Linked DNA regions of Mus musculus: region 2 is linked to region 1. A link is a contact called in public promoter capture Hi-C data. All regions are on one chromosome and are shown on one strand. Each heading gives the region's core, a stretch centred on a gene start, on an enhancer-like site or on the middle of the called end of the contact. The rest is flanking DNA. Distances are from core to core; before and after follow the strand shown.

Region 1 (7,129 bases), core at 943-3,442:
GTGCAGGCCTTCTTTTTTGTCATTTGATTATGAGAAAGGATCTTGATATATAGCTGAGGCTATGATGTTTTGTTTTTCATAGGTCAAGCTGGCACTCAAGTCTTAAGTATGTGAGTTAAGGGAGAAAGAGTTCAGAAAGACTGAAAAACATAAGCACTTCATTTTCTTTACCATAGTCATCTATACCATATTGGTGGGATTTGAAGCTATTATCGTAAGAGGGCCTAATGAAATCATAGAGCAATTCTTAAGAGGTACCTGGCTGAATTGCAATTTATAAAGAAAGACTCTAGAGTACAGGGATTGAGATAAGTAGAGTATCTGTTGTGCTCTTTCATTTTGAGTTAGTGTCTAACTATGTAGTCCTGATGGATCTAGAAATCCTATATAGACCAGGCTTACATCAATCTTAAAGAAGTCCACCTGCCTCTGTCTCCAGAGAGCTGGGATCAAAAGGGTACAACACAAAGCCTGGCAACAGTACTGTATCTTTAATGTAAACAAAGTTAATCTTATTTGAGAGTCCCAGAACATGTGAGGCCTGCCCAAGGTTATATCAATACCTTTAGGCCTTAAGTCCTGGTCATTGCTATTTTAGCATAAATACCTGTATAGGTATTTATTAGCTCTATGTCCACAACCTTTACGGCAAATGTTAATTGTTCTTACATACTGCTTCTTAGATGGTTGAGGGGCCTCCCTCCCCACACCTCATATTTTTGTAATCTTCCCTGTTTTTCTATCCCACCGCAGGAAGATAGTGTGCATAGTTACTATGCCCAGAGTATTCGATTTTCCATCCAAGTCATTTATTTTGTTGAGTCAGCGACCTTCGTCTGCCAGTCTATCAGAGAATTGAATAAGGTTAGACAGCACTTTCTGAACGCTGCGTTTCCTTGGGAAATCGCCTAACTACACTGTGATCACTTCGTTAAAAATTAAACAAAAAAAATTTAATGGTATTTCTACTATTGGCCTTTTCTTCACTGGCGCCCCAGGTAGCTTGGAATCACTGTAGAATACTGTTCATCTGTGATGGAAACCCTGTAATCTGTTTCTCCATCTTAAACACGGAGGTTATGACTAGATAACGGCCTAGGCTCTGCACTCAGTCTGTAAGGCGGCTACATCCCGAAACCTGCTCCCAGATTTTCACATGCACCTGCAGGGCAGGGATGGTCAAGGTCGAGAGCTGGTAAGGCAGGGGGCGCTCACCCAGTCAAAGTCACACGGGTTGCCATCTTCGCGTTGCGTGGGGAGACCATTGCAAATCGGTGGCAGTTTCCTCACGAGGAGGAAAGCAATGGAAAGCAGAGCAGACAGAAGGCAATAAGGTCGGGCCAGCCATCGAGAAAGCCGCGGCACCGAGTACACCAAAGCAATCAGAGGCGCAAGGACAGCCATCTTTCCTGCCTACTCTCTCGCAGGCTCACTCCCGCTCCCCAAATCTTCGTCCTCCGCCCCCACCAGCAAGGCTTCTATTGGACCAAATATCAGATGCAACGCCTCCAGACCCGGATGTAGATCTCTTATTGGATGCTATAATAGATCAGAAAATGAATTAAATAGTCTATTGGTCCTCATCGTTGTCGCTTTTCTAACTGAGTCATTTTATTGGCTATTAGTCTGCGAACCACCTTCCTAACCAGTCTCTCAGGCGACGGAAGTAAGTTGCCGGAAGATGGTAGGCGGGGCTTAATGTATCCAATGATGGGACACTCTTAGACGAAGAGGGTGGTACCCTGTGAAAGTACTGTCCAATCAAAGTAATTAACGCCCGATCCCGGGTAACCAGGAGCGCAGAGTGCTATGGAGAACTTCACGGCACTGTTTGGAGCTCAGACTGACCCCCCACCGCCACCAAGCGCCCTAGGCTTTGGGCCTGGAAAGCCACCCCCGCCACCCCCTCCTCCTCCGGGAGGTGGTCCAGGCGCAGCCCCGCCCTCGACGGCAACCTCGGCCCCCGCAGGAGCGGATAAGTCGACGGCTGGAAGTGGCCCCTTCTACCTGATGCGGGAATTGCCAGGTGAGTAGTAGGCCAAGAGTAGCCACTCAGATTGTAGTTCAGGTGAGGGTGTGGCTAGCCTGTCCCGCTAGGTGTGAGATAACAGGGCTACGCGGGGCCAGTGGGCAACAGTGTCAGAAGCCCTTTGGCGATTCACAACCCTAAGGGATAACTTGATTTTCTGGGGTGGGTTTGGGTTGGGTGTGAATATCTGGGACAACCTTCAGCGAGAAGTTCTGTGATCCGGGTTCTCTGACTGCCGTTTGTGACTCTATAAAAACGTGAGCCGTTGTTTAGAACTCGGGAGACCCGATTTAACATTTCTGGAGACACTTAAGATTTTAGTTTAAAGTCTGTCACAAACTTGTTGGTTTGTAGCAAGTTGCCTTCCTTGTCAGGGACTCGGAGATTAACCTGTTCAAAGAAAGGATTAGAATTGAATCAATTCTTACTTTCATAAAATTATTCGGGGAAATTGTGGTGGTGGGGGGCGTGGCTCAGTGGTAGAACTCTTGCCTGCCTTGCAAAAGGCGTCGCGTTCACAGAATCATTTCTGAGTAGGTAGCATTCAAGAATAAACAAAGCCATCCCTGTTTGGATAGAGAGGAGATACTAGGTACAAGAAACTAAATCAGGAGACCTTGGGGGGCGGGGCTTAGAATATCTGAGGGGCAGAAGACACATTGGACTCAGGAAAGCGGAAAAAATCCAGTAGTGATGGGAAATAGGTAGAGGCTTTTATAAGGCAAGGTAGGTTGTTTAAAGTTCAAATTGAAGTCATTTCAATATAGGTGCAAAATGATCTAATTTAGTGATTTTTAGATATCCAGCAGAAACATGAAAAATGAAAATAGGATAATCAGAAGTTGCCAGTCAGTGTTCAGAAAAGGAATGGTTTGGACCAGGGCTTAGTGGTCGGGAAGCAAATGAATACAGGATACATGTTAAAGGTAAAGCCTACAGAAATAAAGAACTAAATATACACAGAGAGAGGAATTGTGAGTGTCCTGTACAAAGGGTACAGTAGTCTGAGACTAGGAAGGCATGGAAAGAAAAAATTTGAAGAGCTAAAACTTAAGAGGCGTTCTGGACATGTTAAGTCTTGGGGAACTTGTAGTACTCCATACCAGCACTCAGGAGGTGAAGGCAGAAGGAGCTATAGTTCAAGCCCAGCCTAGGAGACATGAGATCCTGCTTCAAAAAAGAAATAAAAACCTCAGTTATCCCAGTATTTATTAGCAAAATAGTTTGAAGTTCACATCAGTGCAGTGTGTAACAATATGTAATACTTACTATAGTCCTTTTAGATAGATAGGTATTGTCTGTATTTTTTAATTGAGAACTGAAGCATAAAGAAATGACTGTTAAGGCAGTTTTCTTTTTCCTTATTTTAGTTGTTTTTTGTTTTTTTTAAAGATATGTATATGACTACACCATTGCTCTCTATGGACACACCAGAAGGAGGCATCAGATCCCATTACAGATGCTTGTGAGCCACCAGGTGGTTTCTGGGAATTGAACTCAGGACCTCTGGAAGAGCAGTTGATGCACTTAACCACTAAGCCAGCTCTCCAGCCCATCTTACTGGGTTTTTGAGACATGGTCTCACTCAGTAAGCCTGGCTTGTCTCAAATTCATTGTAGACTAGGCTGGCCTTGAACTCACAGAGATCCACTTGCCTCTACCTTCAAGTATGTACCATCATGCCCAGCTTCTTCCAGCAGTTTATCTTTTGCATTACCTGTTCTAATTATACCATTAATAGATCAGTTGATAAGTACTGAATATCCAAGGTATGGTGGGATTATGAGAAGTAAAGATTATATACATATATATATGATTTATTTATTTATTATATGTAAGTACACTGTAACTATCTTCAGACACTCCAGAGAGGGCATCAGATTTCGTTATGGATGGTTGTGAGCCACCATGTGGTTGCTAGGATTTGAACTCGGGACCTTCGGAAGAGCAGTCGGCACTCTTAACCACTGAGCTATCTCACCAGCCCCGAGAAGTGAAGATTATTAAGCCTAGTTTTTAGGTAGCCTATTTTTTGAGATCCAAAATACATGGTTTAAGGATTGTGCTTATATTTTGTGGGTGTCAGTCTTATTTATTTATAGTTCAACACAGGAAGCAATGTTAAAAACTACCTGATAGTTTTCAAAATGTGTTAGCCAAAATGACAGCAAGAATAAGATGTCATTTGAACTAAACACTGAAGAATTTATATAGGTAAACAAAATTAGAAAGTTGTTTTCTCAAAGGAAATAGTGTTACAGTTTTTTGTTTGTTTGTTGTTTTTTGTTTTTCGAGACAGGGTTTCTCTGTGTAACCCTGGCTGTCCTGGAACTCACTCTGTAGACCAGGCTGGCCTCAAACTCAGAAATTGGCCTGCCTCTGCCTCCCAAGTGCTGGAATTAAAAGTGCCACCACTGCCTAGCTGTGTTACAGTTTTGTTGCTGTTTTCTACCCAGAAGATAATTAGATCTGCTGCAGACCCTCTGGTCCCGCAAGATCCATCTGGATACATTAGAAATTTTGCATGGAAGATTAGTGGTTGATTAGACTCCAAAGTTAAGTTGCAATATGATTAGGAAAGCTAGGGATGTAGCTTAGTTGGTAAAGTAAATGCTTAGCATGCATAAAGACCTCTCTCTATTCAATCTCCATACTTGACAAACCAGGCTTGGTGGTATACTTATATAATCCCAGCCCTTTGGAGGTATAGGCAGGAAGATCAGGAGTCCAAGATCATCGTTGGCTACATGAGACCTTGCCTTAAAAAGGGCTATGGGAACTGGAGAGATGGCTCGAAGGTTATGACGTTAAGGACATTTGATGTTGTCCAAAGGACCAAGTTTTGGTTCCTGTAACTCACATGGGAACCTCACAATTATCTGTATGCAACTGCAGCTCCAGGGATCCCAATACCCACCCTCTGCCGGCCTCCACAGGTACTCAAGTAATATGTGGCATACATCCATACAACACAACACACACACACACAAATAAGATAAAAATAAACCTTTTAGGATGAATCAAGAGGAGGCAGGTTGATCTCTGAATTCAAGGCCAACTTTGGTCTACATGGTGAGTTCCAAGTCATCCAATACTTTAGAGAGAGACTCTGTATAAAAAAAATTTTTAAATAAATAATTTTTAAAAAATTATTAGACTCAAGTACGATGGGAACGTAAGTAGAGATCTATTTGCCCCCCTCCCTCATCATGCCAATCACACTAAGGCCTTCGACAAGCTACATAAGAACCTAAGCACTGCGCCATTGTTTTTTATTTTAAACAAGAAGTATTGCTTTCTAAAACTACACAATGTGAGTTCTAAGAATTGGAATAGAGAGGCCATAATGATGTGAACAATACTTAGAACTTCAAGAAAAGGGAAAAATAAAATGAATCTGCATAGAATTGACATGGAAAGAATTGAGAATTCAAATTTGTTTTTAGAGTCATGGCTTCTTAAAGAGCTTTATAAATCATTTTCAGAGAACCAACAGTTCAAATAGAAGTTAAATCCCTATTTATTTTTTAGTGTTTATGTGTATGAATGTTTTCCTGCATGCATGTGTGTGTGTGTGTGTGTGTGTGTGTGTGTGTGTGTGTACACCTGGTAACTAGGGAGGTCAGAGACATGAGATTCCCTCTAACTGGATTTATATACACATGCCTGCGAGCAGCCCTCTGGGTTTTGGAAATGCAACCTGGGTCATCTCCTCATATTTACTTAATTCCTTGTTCTTTCTGTTTTGAGGCAGTTTCGTGTCACCCAGGATGGCCTTAGGCTCCCACAGCTGAGGATGGGCGTGAGCTCCTTATTTCCTGCCTCTGCCTCTGCCTCTGCCTCTGCCTCTGCCTCTGCCTCTGCCTCTGCCTCTGCCTCTGCCTCTGCCTCTGCCTCTGCCTCTGCCTCTGCCTCTGCCTCTGCCTCTGCCTCTGCCTCTGCCTCTGCCTCTGCCTCTGCCTCTGCCTCTCTGCCTCTCTGCCTCTCTGCCTCTCTGCCTCTCTGCCTCTCTGCCTCTCTGCCTCTGCCTCCCGAGTGCTGGGGTTACCAGCATCTGCCTCTCTGATGTGCTTGAACTCCTTGTTCAGATGTCATGAAACAACTGGCTGTGGTGGCTCGCACCTTTAGTCCCAGTACTTGGGTGGTAGAGGTAGACAGATCTCTGCATTTGAGACCAGCCTAGTCTACAAAGCAAGTTCTGGGACAGGCAGGGCTATTAAACAGAGAAACCCTTATGGAGGAAAAAAATTATGAAAAGCAACAAGTGCCTTCTCCACTGAGCCGGCAATGTAACCATCTGGAAGGAGGAGCACTAGCAGAAACAGGACAAGTGAGATAAAGCAGAAGGCGAGCCCACTTAGGAGAGGCCCGATAAGACTTAAGGAGCCAACACTGTTGCATTCTTCTGAGTGATTTCACAGTGAAGAGAAGGAAACATGGAGAGGAAGACCTAGCCCAGAAGGAAAGTGCTTATTTATGTCAAAAACGTTTTAATGTATAACCTGGCACTCACCAGTCATGTGACTAAGACACCATCTCTGCTTTCAAAGTTCAGAACCTAAACTTTCCCAAGTAAATATCATAAACAGGCCACTTTACCTGTATGCTGTCATAATTATCAGTAAGGTTGTACATTAGATATTTCTACTCTTTTATTTTGTTCACATTAGCATATTTCTATTCTTTTGAAAAAAGTCAGCCATTGAATATTTTATATCTATAACTGAACTGTAAGGTTGCTATATTGGTCCACAGAGATGTTTCTGAGACATTTTATGAAAAGCAGAACAGTACTTGATACAATGTCAAGTAAGTTATTCTACTTAGCTTTTTCTTTTTCCAGTTTCTATCTCTGCCCTGTTGTGTTCCATTACCTTTTCATTCCTCTAACCCATGGTATAGTATTTTGTGTTTGTTTATTATATGTTACTGAGGTAGGATGTTTGAGACAGACTTTCATTAGGTAGCCCAAACTAGCCTTGAATACAGCTGCCTTTACTCAGCCTTCTAAGTCCTGGCATTATACCTCCAGGTGTGCACCACCATCCCTGGCTATCATGTTATTACAGGTTTAGTGTCTATAATCTAATATGCTTATCT
Region 2 (6,386 bases), core at 696-3,195, 660 kb before region 1:
ATATGGAGAGTCCAGGTCATTGTGGGTGGAGCCACTCTAGGCATGTAATCCTTGTTTGTATAGAAAGAATGGCTGAGCAATCCATGCAAGCAAACCAATTAGCATCATTTCTCCATGGCTTCTGCTTCGGTCCCTGCCTTCAGTTTCCTGCCTTGAGTTCTTCCCCTGACTTCCTTTGATGACTATAAGTTGAAGGCGGAGGAAAGAAACCTTTTACCCCACTAAGTTGATTTTGTTTCTTGGTTTATTATAGCAGTAGAAACCCAAGATGTGTAGTTTCTCTAAAGAAAAGTATCAGCTCATGAGTCCTAAGACCAAGCACAAAGGAGATTTATTTACCCCAGAAGGACAGAGGGTAGGGAATAAGAGACAAAGTCAGGAGATAGAGGTCAAGGGAGAAGAGGAAGGAACAAGGGAATGAGGGAAGGGATATTTGTTCCAAAGGACAAAGGGCTTCTTCTGGATAGAGAGGAGATGGGTGTGGCACATTAGAAAATGGAGGTTTATAAAGGTACAAGGGGAAACACCATGTGAGGATGAGGTGTTTAATTTTAATTTGGAATGTTACTTAGGTGAGCCAAAGGGGGCTTTTGATTGCTGAACTTTAATACTTTGAGAACTCAACCTTAGTAGTCAGCGTCAGGAAGAGGAAGTAGCTAAAGAAGGGAGTAAATAGGTCTTGGTGGCTAGCTTAATGAATGTAATCTAATGGTTTTTAAGAAGGCAGAAGGAATGATAGAGAAGGGTAAGGCCTGCCATAGCCACACTCACCACACTAGAGCTGGCCAGAGTCCCTTCAGTATCTCTCTAGGGACCAAATAGAGCTGTCATAGTCACACACTGATTATGTACTCATGAGCCATACACCAAATACCCGAGTGCTCATTTTATCTTCATCAGTGGGAGGTTGGCCTCCTTTCAGGAGCATTACTATGGGCTCTTGGATACCAAGAAAGGAAGTGTGCTCATTACTTTCTTCTTTCTCCTCTTTCCATTTCAACCTTCAGTCCGGGTTGTGGTCTTGGGTACAGTCTTGTTCATGCTAATCAAGTGTTCCACCCCTGAGCTGCACCCTGGGCCTCGCTCTTCCTGTTGTTTTTTACCATCTACTCCCATATCTTTATTTGTTTAAAGGTGACAACTTCAAAACCAGCTTTAGAAAAATACTAAATATTTGAAGCTATTCATATGTATATATATATGTGTGTATATATATACACACATATATATATGCATATATACATATGCATGCCACAGGGGATAATATGAAACAAAGAGGTATCTTTATCCCCATAGATATAATGACATCCTCATTAATTTTATTATGACAACATTTATGTTGACCTCAGGATTTTATCATTCTCCAATGCAGGTGAAATGAATATTTTCTTATTTAAGGCCATATTTATAAGAGTTTCCCATTGACTAAGTATAGTTTAATGCTTTTCCTCAGCTAATTATTTTTTTTGAAAAGATGCAATATAAGAGAGAAGACTATTAGCTGAGCTTGATTGAAAACAAACCATTTCTACGTGGGAAGAGAATAGTGAACAATCAAAAGGCTTACTAACATGTTACTTAGTTCATTTTACTTTATGTTGGTCTGATGCTGCACAAGCAACAAAGGGTCTTTGCTGCATCCAGATGTTACAAAACTGCTGAACTTGAGTCTGAGCGGCCCAGGAGAGTCATTTGCCTGCTAGCGCTGCCCTCCCTATGGCCTTGTAGAGATCAAGGGAAGCACTTTGGCCTGTCTAGAACCAGACTGAGAGTGTCTAGTGCTAAGCTGTAGAGCACTTTGGCAAAAACTTGGGGAATTATGCAATCACTCTGTTTCTTTTTCCCAGCTTTTCCCTCTCAAGATCACATGCTTAAAATTGGGCCATGCAGCTGTGTGTGGGTGGGGTGCTTATACTGGAGCTCTGAGTTTGTGGGTGCAGGTCAAGGGTACATCATTTCCTCTTCCCACTCCAACCCTGAGAAGCTTGAGTTCTGCTGGTAACCTGCTGTTCTTACCCTGATGTTGAGGAAGGCTTTGCTTTTCTCTGGGCTCCTGTATTTGTTTGTAGCTAGCAGCTGTCAGATCATGTGAAAAATCTTCCAGTAGCTTGCAGGAGTCTCATAACAGATAAAAATGGATGCACCTATCTTTTATTTCAGAAAAGGATCTCAAACTTAGCTGCCGGTGTAAGATTTCACAGATGTTTCATTCATCACAGTACTGGGTATCAAGAAAACACATGGTCCTCCTATACAATTCACTAAGGACACATCTGATTTCCTCAGTCCACTTAGCCTAGCTTTTCTGTGAACTATGGAGCAGATGTTTCAGCATCCTAAGGACTTGGTGCCCTTGCAAGCTCAGTGAACACTTTGTTAGACAGTGTTTGTTATGGTCCACAGGAACATTAGTCCATGTTCTTGTGGATCCAAAGACATTACGTTTTATGATTGCTCAGTCTACTTGGAGTCACCTCTTCCCCACTCCTCTTTCTCTCCTCCTCCTCCTCCTCCTCCTCCACAGTCTCCCTCAAGGAAGAGATTTCACATGAGATTAAAAACTTTTACACACAGTCATGAGGCACTGCATTTCTAAAGACTTACACCAGAAGGAGCCAAACAATGGCAACAAGAATCCTGAAACAACAGATACTGTGAGTCCATTCATGAAGTTACTAAAGATAAAGGTTTTCATAGAAAACTGTTGTGATAGCGTTAAGACAAACATTAGATATCTTAGGCACTATTACATTAACACAGTTGCTACTGACAAGTTGAAAAATTAATGACTATTACTGTGTTTTTAGATTGGTGTGCAAAATTTCATTCCATTAATGATGTCTCTTGATTTGAAACTAGAGGCTCCACTTCTGATAAATCTATTCAAATTAAACCAAAGGAAAGGATATGAAGTGGAAGATTCAACCAAATAGATTTTCTTAGATTTTAAGAATATCTATAGGAATGTGTGTAATTCAATGTACTAAGCACATTCATTCTTTTTCACATCCATTAAGTCTTTAGTAAGCAATGTTTACATAACAATGTGTCACCCTTTTTGAATTCCAGGCATAGAAGTGCTCCAAACAAAACAAAACAAAACAAAACAAAACAAAACAAAACAAAACAAAACAAAACAAAACAAAAAACAAAACAAGATTGAGGTTGAGAGCTAGGGAGGTTGCTCAGTTGGTAAACGCTTCCTTCACAAGCATGAATCCTAAGTTTGGCTCTCCATCTAGCACCCACACAATGTCAGATATGAGAGTATGTGTCTGCAATCCTGCTCTTAGGGTTTGGAATGGAGGGAGCCACAAGGGTCAATGTAGCCCTCTGGTTAGTCAGCTTAGCTCTATCCATGAACAACAGGTCCAGTGAGAGACCTTATCTCAAAAAGTAAATCGGATAACAATCAAGGAATACACTTTATGTTGGCTTCCGGTCACCACGTGCACATGCACACACATGCATTTAGACCCCCCACAGAAGTGCACACACCCGCATAAGCACATATGTATAATGCAAACAAACACAATACTTTTGGAAAAAAATCACTCGTATCCTCCTCCCAGATCTCTGAATGCATAAATGTTCTGTAAAAGTAAGACTGATATTGGCGAGCAAAGTGAATGTAATCAAGGATCTGTGAGCAAAGCTGTGCTGTTAAAGTAGACTTTTCTTCGATCAAGTTCTTCCTATTTTAATAGCAGCCATCAAGCAGGTTAGGCAGTTATTATGGAAAAGGAAGAGAAGTCAAAAGAAGTAGCATTTGTTGAACAGTTATGAGGGGCCAGGCTCTTTCAGACACTTTATCCTATTTTCTCCATAGCATAATCCACAGAGAGAAAAAAATTGCACGAGAATATTTAAGTACCCAAGTTAGGGTTTATTAAATCAGAATAAATCTTTCATTTTCTAATGCCAATTCTCATGAAAATTTTCTTACCAAACTGAGTTTTCTTTCACAGTCTGTCCTTCTACTCATGTCAGTGTGAGAGAAATAGTAATCATGAAGAATAGCAGCTGTTAAAATGTCATGTGAGTCAAAATTTGTGGAGGGACTTTCTCTACCGATGTCTTAGGAGAAAGCTGCTGAGGATGCACGTCACTGACCAAGTGTTGGACTTGCTGGCTACAAAGAGCTGCTGGCAGAACAACTAATTTCACAATGCCGTGATGAGATAATCCAGTGCTGTGCACTAATTGGCATCAGCTTAGCTCCTAGGGGGATGGCGAAGCTGAATAGTTAGTATGCATCTTATGACAACAAAATAACTGATCTAGTGACTGAGAACAAGACTACCCCAGCACAGATGGTTTAGTACACATTGGTGACTAGACTGATCCCAGATGAATGTTCTTAGAAACTCTTAAATAAGAGGTACACATGGGAGCTACCCAGTTTTAGGTTGATGTGGAGATTTTAAGATCTTAATAGAGCGACGCTTTAGTAAATAACTAATAAAGAATGAAGTTAATTTACACAAAATTTAAAGTCCCCTCTAGTGCAGATTAAAATGCTAAGAAAATCATTACCAAGCATAAAGAGATTTCACTCTTCTTCTTTTTTAATTATAATTAATTGTACAAATTAATGGAAGTCACTGTGACTTTGGTGTGTGTGTGTGTGTGTCTGTGTGTATGTGTGTGCATCTAGAGATCAGATGGTTTTCATCACTTCACTTTGCCCTCCTCTGAGGTCCTGTCCTTTTCCCTAGATTTTTGTCCTCTCTTTTCTCACCTTTCTGTATTTCTCTGTGTCTCTCTGTTAGCCTATTTCTCTTCTTTCTTCTCTTCTCCACACATGAAAGAAACATGAGTAATTTCTTTGTTGGATAACTTTGCTACTTGTTACAGACTCCAGCTGCACACAATTTTTCTTCAAGTGAGGTAATTCTGCTTTTACAGCTAATAAAGAGACTATGGTGCAACATACATTTATTTTGTATCATTCATCTCTTGGTGTGTGTCCCTATTGATTAGGCATTGTGAATATTGTGACTAGTGCTGACTAGATAAACTCTTTTTTCAACAAAGAATGTATGGTTTCAAAGCAAATTTGCCGAGGACCCGCTTTATGCCAGTTAATGTGGTGTTGGGGTATTAATTCAATACAACACCTTTAGTATACATTTCTGTCTATATTTCATGAACTAGAAAATTAACTATCAACTAGAAGCCATAAAGCTAATCGTAGATGAGCTCAGGTCTAACTGGGTCTGAGATCTGAGAATTTTTCTTTACATCATTAGGGAGATCTTCAGCTCACTAGCCCTGGGCCAAGCCTGCTTCTGCAAGCTCACCCATGACGACTCATCACTTGTGAACTGTATTTGGACAGAATGAAGTGGGCAGGGTCCCTATTCTTTGAAGACCATGCACTTAAGTGCTGTTCTCTTTACTTCCACTTTAAACGACTTGCCTGATAATTTGGTCTGGACCAACTTCTATTTCTTTTAACTTTGAAAAAATGTATACACGTTGAAACTCAGAAAGCCCAGAGATCTCAACTTTCATACTCAAGACCGTTTGTTTGAGGAGAGACAGTGAAGCTGAAGGGAATATTGGGGTCTGCTGTGGGTTTGCTAGTCTCGCTCCTGATCAAATGAGCAGGGATCCACTCTGAGGGACCTGGGAATTCTCTAACAAAGCCATACTTCCAGTCGCATTCCGCCTTGCCCCTGCTGTCTGTTCCCATGACTCCACTATTCCATCCACACAAGGGAGGACAGAGGCTCTGGTGAAAGCTTTGCCCATTCCTCTGTGTGTGCCTTAGCAGTAAACTATCTTAAGATGTTTTACTTCACACATACCACATGTCTCTCTTTTTCTTCATCATGCTCAAGAAAGTTTGACTTTTAGAAAACACAAGGATTTAGGTTTCATAAAGGCATTGTTATGATAAAAGTTATTTCTTAATGATGGCGTGAGGAGAAAGTCTTGAAGCAAAGATTCAAATTACAATGTTCTGTTGGTTGCACTGAAACATCTTCACTGAGCAAGAACTTATTGACGGTAGGTTAGTGTTGTATCTAATCTTATTTTTTTCTGCTAAACATGGAAACAAAATTTTATTTTCTATTGGTTATTTTATTTATTTATATGTTTATCAAATGTTGCCCCCTTCCTTGTTTCCCCTCTACAAACCCCCTATCCCATCCCCTGCACCCTACTTCTATGAGGGAGCTCCCCCACCCATCCACCCACTCCTGCCTCACCACCCTGGCATTCCCCTATGCTGGGGCATCAAGCCTCCACTAGACCAAGGCCTCCCCCTCCCATTGATGCCAGATAAAGCAATCCTCTGCTACATGTGCGGCTGGAGCCATGGATCCCTCCATGTGTACTCTTTGATTGGTGGTTTAGTCCATGGGAGCTCTGGGGGG

The links. Promoter capture Hi-C pulls out the DNA fragments that hold promoters and counts their contacts.
Region 2: a promoter capture Hi-C map of liver shows a contact between it and region 1, with 2.6 times the contacts expected there. The contact joins the enhancer-like site here to the promoter of Tmx2 in region 1. A contact is called at or near these places in 3 of 39 promoter capture datasets (the 3T3-L1 cell line and liver), 3 of 115 datasets of contacts at active chromatin or transcription factors (bone marrow-derived macrophages and pro-B cells) and 2 of 9 other capture datasets (adipose tissue and macrophages).

The regions. Positions count from the first base shown.
Region 1 is chr2:84,676,636-84,683,764 of GRCm38.p6, forward strand. Tmx2 (thioredoxin-related transmembrane protein 2) reads right to left here and starts at 2,193. Exons shown (of 9, transcript NM_025868.4): 1 at 2,008-2,193; 2 at 1,216-1,539. The coding sequence starts at 1,404. Med19 (mediator complex subunit 19) reads left to right here and starts at 1,767. Exons shown (of 5, transcript NM_025885.3): 1 at 1,767-2,026. The coding sequence starts at 1,810.
Region 2 is chr2:84,021,261-84,027,646 of GRCm38.p6, forward strand. No RefSeq gene overlaps it. Among named protein-coding and RNA genes, the nearest start is that of Zswim2, 83 kb to the left of the region's middle. Within about 2 kb of position 1,946, at least 42 of the 459 cell types and tissues checked have an H3K27ac peak or open chromatin away from gene starts, as enhancers often do. A contact at or near this core is called in adipose tissue and macrophages, where this site is marked.